Regions from separate parts of the Sus scrofa genome. Here region 1 is linked to region 2. Evidence: chromatin contacts called from public Hi-C data. All regions are on one chromosome and are shown on one strand. Each heading gives the region's core, a stretch centred on a gene start, on an enhancer-like site or on the middle of the called end of the contact. The rest is flanking DNA. Distances are from core to core; before and after follow the strand shown. Region 1 overlaps FRA10AC1 (fragile site, folic acid type, rare, fra(10)(q23.3) or fra(10)(q24.2) candidate 1). Region 2 has its middle 9.8 kb from the start of PDE6C.

Region 1 (3,160 bases), core at 103-2,602, 130 kb before region 2:
GGTGTGAGGTGGTACCTCAATGTAGTTTTGATTTGCATTTCTCTAATAATTAGTGATGTTGAGCATTTTTTCATGTGCCTGTTGGCCATCCATATGTCTTCTTTGGAGAAGTGTCTATTTAGGTCTTGGAGGTGTTCTACTTAAATAAGACATTTCATTCATTGGATAAGGGCTGGACCTCCAAGATCCCCTTTCTTTTTTTTTCTTTTTTTTTTGTCTTCTTGCCATTTCTTGGGCCGCTCCCACAGCATATGGAGGTTCCCAGGCTAGGGGTCAAATCGAAGCTGTAGCTGCCAGCCTACACCAGAGCCACAGCAACGTGGGATCCGAGCCGCGTCTGCAACCTACACCACAGCTCACGGCAACGCCGGATCGTTAACCCACTGAGCAAGGGCAGGGACCGAACCCGCAACCTCATGGTTCCTAGTCGGATTCGTTAACCACTGCGCCACGACAGGAACTCCTGAGATCCTCTTTCAACACAGAGAGTCAGTGACTTAAGTTCTGATCCCCACTTGCCAATAATTATTGTGTAGATTTGACACTGATGCAAATGCAAGCATCATTTTGTGTTGCCCATTCTTCTAATTATTTCATTAGCAATACCCTTTCCACCTCTGACAGTTGTAGCAGTTATCAAAGAAATTATTTATAGTTACTGTAACCCTAAAGGAACTAGATATTTTAGATTCATATTTAGATGTTATAGGTTCATAGGGCAGTAAGGGACCTTAAAGTCGTATAGTCTAATCTTGTAGATTTGATTCCCTGAGAATATTGGGTCACTTTTTCAGCATGTCCTCGTTCAGAGAGCGCTATTTTATAAAGTTATTCTGAATTGATTGTATTTTTACTAAAGCTGGATCGTCTAGTATCAGAAAACTGGTGTAGGAAAGCTGGCATGTGGGAAGTACTCTCAAGAGGAAGCAAGAGAAAAGGTATAAGGCCTTTTGAAATTAGCTACCCACTTTCAAAGCCCTCGTAGGTTTGTTCTCTGACATTAACAGGTTAATACCATAGTGATAACTTTATTAGGCCTATTTAGTTTTTCTGTGCTTTCTTTATCTCAATGACTTTTCCTAAAAATAAGAGTAGGAGATGTTTTTTGTTTTTGCATATTCAGTTTTAGACACTGGCAGTTCCAGTGCTGGCCGTCATTGAGCAGGAATCTTGTCCTTAAAGTTCTATGACTTTATCATCTTTGTGTGTGGATCATTAGAAGTAAAACTCTCTTCTCCCCCCACTCCCCTTTTTGCTGTTTTTGTTAGAATTTGTGCTAGAATAGATTGTTTTAGGACCAAAGTTCAGACACACATGTTGATTCAAGGATCAAAGTCCAGCAAGTAAAAGGCTAGTCTACACTGTGGCAAATCAATGCAGCTTTATTTTTGTGTTGTATTTGACTAAGGGACATTCTGTATTAACAGGGCAAATTTGTATCCATTCTTATTTGACTAACGGTCATTATTGGAGAGGAATTATTTGCTAATGCAGTTACTTTGTGACATATAATTTTATTGTTGCATAATACATGTTTCAATATTTGATAATTTTTAAGGAATCTTTTTTTTTAATTTTAGGGCTACACCCACGACATATGGAAGTTCCCAGGCCAGGGATTAAATCCAAACCACACCTACAACCTATGCCACAACAACACCAGATCCTTTAACCCATTGTGCCAGGCCCCAGACCGAGGATTGAACCTGTACTTTCACAGCAACCTGAGCCACTGCAGTTGGATTCTTAATCCACTGCGCCATGGTGGGAACTCAGTATTTGATAATTTTTAGTTGACTAATATAGGGTGGTTCATTTGGAACATGTCTTGTTATATCTTAAAAATAGAAGTATCTTGGAGTTCCCTTCGTGGCTCAGTGGTTAATGAATCCGACTAGGAACCATGAAGTTGTGGGTTCAATCCCTGGCCTCGCTCAGTGGGTTAAGGATATGGCATTACCGTGAGCTATGGTGTAGGTCGCAGATGCAGCTTGGATCTGGCGTTGCTATGGCTCTGGCATAGGCCAGTAGCTACAGCTCTGATTAGACCCCTAGCCTGGGAACCTCCATATGCTGCAGGAGCGGCCCTAGAAAAGGCAAAAAGTCAAAAGAAAAAAAAAAAAGAAGTATCTTTATTGTATTTACTGATCTTTAAAGGTAGTATGTAATTATTCTTTCAAACACACACACACACAAAAAAATGGAAATGCTTAAAGAATAAAAGCATCCCAGGCCTACAGGTAATACCATCACTGTTAAGTTTGGTTTTCCTTACAAACTTATTTATATACACACACATATACATATACACATATTAATAATACTTTGTATATTTGTATATACATATAGATAATGTCTTAACTGCCAGTTAGATTATACTATGTTTGCATTCTGTAATCTTTTTTGGGAGGGGGTCTTTTTTTAGGGTCACACCCACAGTATGTGGAAGTTCCCTGGCTAGGGGTCAAATGAGAGCTGCAGCTCCTGGACTACACCACAACCACAGCAACACCAGATCCAAGCCGCATCTGCGACCCACACCATAGCTCACAGCAACATGGATCCTTTAACCCACTGAGCAAGGCCAGGGATTGAACCCTCATCGTCATGGATACTAGTCAGATTCTTAACCTGCTGAGCCGCAATAGGAACTCCCTGCTTTCTGTAACTTTTTAAAAATTTGATATGGCATGGATATTTTTCTGTGATAATACATATAGATATGCTAAGGGTTTTTGATAGCTGTATAGTATTTATTTAACCAGTCTTTTTTTTTTTTTTTTTTGTCTTTTGTCTTTTTGTTGTTGTTGTTGTTGCTATTTCTTGGGCCGCTCCTGCGGCATATGGAGGTTCCCAGGCTAGGGGTTGAATCGGAGCTGTAGCCACCGGCCTACACCAGAGCCACAGCAACGCGGGATCCGAGCCGCGTCTGCAACCTACACCACAGCTCACGGCAACGCCGGATCGTTAACCCACTGAGCAAGGGGCAGGGACCGACCCCGCAACCTCATGGTTCCTAGTCGGATTCGTTAACCACTGCGCCACTACGGGAACTCCTATTTAACCAATCTTAATCCCTAATTGGTAGGGATTTAAGTTGTTTTCTTTTGTTGTTATTGTTATAAAATGAACATCTTTATACATATCTGAGATGCTCATC
Region 2 (3,021 bases), core at 157-2,656:
CACATTTTAAAATTTCCTGGAACATTATTTCTGTGTTCTTTTAGTTCCCCCTATGCACTTGGTTGCCACATGATGTATTTAGCACACCTCTTAACTGCCAGGTGACCAACTGTAGGTGGGGGACACACCCAACCACACCTGCTCTCCAGCAATGGCTCCCAGAAGCCCTTCCTTCACTTTCCACTGGTCTAAAGTGAAACCAGAACAATATAGACCACATTGATTTTCCACAAGGCTAAATACAACCACTTTCAATTGTTAGATTTTGTTCTGCTGACTTTTTTTTTTTTTTTTTTTTGGCTTTTTAGGGCCGACCTGCAGCCTGGAAGTTTCCAGGCTGGGGGTCAAGTTGGAGCTATAGCCACCAGCCTACACCACAGCCATAGCAACACCTAGATCCTTAACCCACTAAGCAAGGGAAGGAATCAAACCTCTGTCCTCATGGATGCTAGTTGGGTTCACTACTGCTGAGCCACAATGGGAACCCCCATTCTGCTGACATTTTTGTTAAACATTTTTTTTTTTTCTTGTAGGACAGAGTACTTAAACAAAGAACAACCCTGGGGAGTTCCCTGTTGGTCTAGTGGTGAGGACTTGGCACTTCCACCTTTGCGGCCTAGGGTTCAATCCCTGTTCTGGGAACTGAGATCGCACATCAAGATGCTGCACACTGTGGCCAAAAAAGAAAAGGAACAACTCTATGTAAAAAGGTTGACCTACATAAAAACCCTATGTGACTTACTGAGACTTATAACAGAAAAACATTCTCCTGACCTGTGACTTCCTGAAGGAACTTCTGCTCTGGGCCTCCAGGAGAACTCGGTCCAGGCACACCGGCCCAGACCATGACAGTAATAAGGATGCATGGATGTATACGAGGAAAGACCTCTGAATTAAAAGGCCCTTTGATGCTCATGCTCTCATCTCCTCCTGAGGGCAGCTACCCAGGGCAGACCACGTAGTCTCCCACTCCACAGATGAGGCAGCAGAAGGGCTCAGCAGGACAAAGGGAGAGGGCCCAGCTCGCCTGGCTGGTTAGGCCCCTTGGAGCAGACCCAGGTTCCAAACTCCCATCCCAGGGACCTTGGATGGACTCTTCCCAAAGGTACAGCTTTGAGTAAAGACACACAGTAGCAGAATTGAACTTGAGGGAACATTCTGGAATTCCTCCTCAGGAGCCACCAAGATATGACACACGTAAGTGGCCAGGAACCCAGGGCTGAGGGTTCTGCTTTTCCTGCTCCTCCCCGTGGCCTGGGGGCCATGCACTCTCGCTGCCTGTGCAGGTGCTGACTCAGGAAAATCTGGGCACGGGCCACCACAAGCCCCGCCATGAACATTGGCAGGAAATGCCTGGCACGTGGACAGCAGCCTCCAAGGTTGGATGATTGGTTCCGTAGCTTACTGGCTGTGCTCCCTGGGGCGAGTGACATCATTTCTCTAGATCTGTTTCCTCATCTGTACAATAACACCACCTCCCTCATGGGTCCGTGTAAAGATAATGACTCTCAGGCCTTTAGCACAGAGCAAGGGATTGATAAATGTACAACTCTGTTACTTGTTTCAGAACCTGATGCATAGTGGATGCTTTAAAACATTTTTAATAATTAAGTCATTGGTGAATGAATGAAAATGAAATTTTGAGCTTTTGTGTGTCTTCCAGATACTCTGCTGTCTAAGGCAAAGTCCTTGGAATGGGCTGTGAAGTGTGTGGACAGCCAGAAGGGGAGGGAACGAGCCATCACTATCTTAGTGTTCTCTCCAACCACCCTCCCTACACCAAAAAAAGAGAGAGGGGAAATGAAAAAGCAGGGCTAGAGGAGATGATACACAAGAGAAGGAAATTCTGAGAGAAGGATCACTGATGTTGTGAGGATATGATGAGGACACGTTCTGAGCACAGGGTCCTTCCTTTCCCGGGAAACAGGAGCACAGGGATACGAGTCCCAAAAGGAGAGATGGCATATGTTGGGGTTGGGGGGTGTGTGGTGAGGGCTGAGTCACCAAAGCTGTGGCCCTGCTGAGACACTAGGAAGACAGGAGGCCCTGAACGATGCACTCAGGGTCTATTCCCTCTGTGCTGTGCTCACCAGTCAGAGGCCAATGGGAAGACTCCCAGGAAGGGCTCCAGGGGATAATGAAAGGGGCTCACACATCAGGGCCCTCAGAGCATAAGGAGCTGGGTTCCTAGCTGTATTATAATGGGCAGAGTGCTGGGCCCACTCAAGAGCCCAGCTCAGGGGCTGTGTACCCCCCAGGCACAGCCATCAACTCGTTCTCTCAAAAATAAAAATGTTAGGTGTTCTCGTTGTGGCTCAGCAGAAACAAATCTGACTAGTATCCATGAGGACACAGGTTCGATCCCTGGCCTCGCTCTGTGGGTTAAGGATCTGGTGTTGCAGTGAGCTGTGGTGTAGGTCGCAGACGTGGCTCAGCTCTGGTATTGCTGTGGCTGTGGTGTAGGCTCTGATTCGACCTCTAGCCTGGGAACCTCCATATGCCTCAGATGCAGCCCTATAATGACAAACAAACAAACAAAAAAAGTCAAACAGGAGTTCCTGCTGTGGCACAATGGGTTAAGAATCTAATTGTAGCAGTTCAGTCACTGCGGAGACATGGGTTCGATCCCTGGCCCAGTGCAGTAGGTTAAGGGATCCAGCGATACTGGAGCTGTGGCATAGGTCACAGCTGTAGCCCAGATTCAGTCCCTGTCCCAGGAACTTCCATATGCCGCGGGGGCAACCAAAAACATTTTTAATTAAAAAAAAAATAAGTAAAAAATAAAAATGTTAAGCAAAATAAGCTCTAGAATTCCTGGCAGCCAAGGTCTGACGAGAGAGACTGAGGAAGTCGTAAAAAGCTGCTCCACACTGCCCCCTCGTGGCACCTGGCTGCACTGATCATTGTCTCTCAAAGCTCAGGTGTCCATCTACCCATCCACCCATCTTTTCTTTTTTCCAGTAACAGGAGCTCTTCCAATTGTTGAGGATGCCATAGAAAATGATATGTTCTCCTATTATA

Evidence for each region. A called contact is a pair of places that touch in the nucleus more often than the background predicts.
Region 1: a contact with region 2 is called in a Hi-C map of liver, with 4 times the contacts expected there. The contact joins two enhancer-like sites. A contact is called at or near these places in 1 of 5 promoter capture datasets (liver) and 9 of 47 Hi-C or Micro-C datasets (embryonic fibroblasts, fetal liver, fetal skeletal muscle and 2 more).

The regions. Positions count from the first base shown.
Region 1 is chr14:105,129,458-105,132,617 of Sscrofa11.1, reverse strand. The region is part of intron 13 of FRA10AC1 (fragile site, folic acid type, rare, fra(10)(q23.3) or fra(10)(q24.2) candidate 1); the gene reads left to right. Among named protein-coding and RNA genes, the nearest start is that of FRA10AC1, 39 kb to the left of the region's middle. Within about 2 kb of position 1,352, at least 4 of the 83 cell types and tissues checked have an H3K27ac peak or open chromatin away from gene starts, as enhancers often do. A contact at or near this core is called in liver, where this site is marked.
Region 2 is chr14:105,000,641-105,003,661 of Sscrofa11.1, reverse strand. No RefSeq gene overlaps it. Among named protein-coding and RNA genes, the nearest start is that of PDE6C, 9.8 kb to the left of the region's middle. Within about 2 kb of position 1,406, at least 3 of the 83 cell types and tissues checked have an H3K27ac peak or open chromatin away from gene starts, as enhancers often do. A contact at or near this core is called in liver, where this site is marked.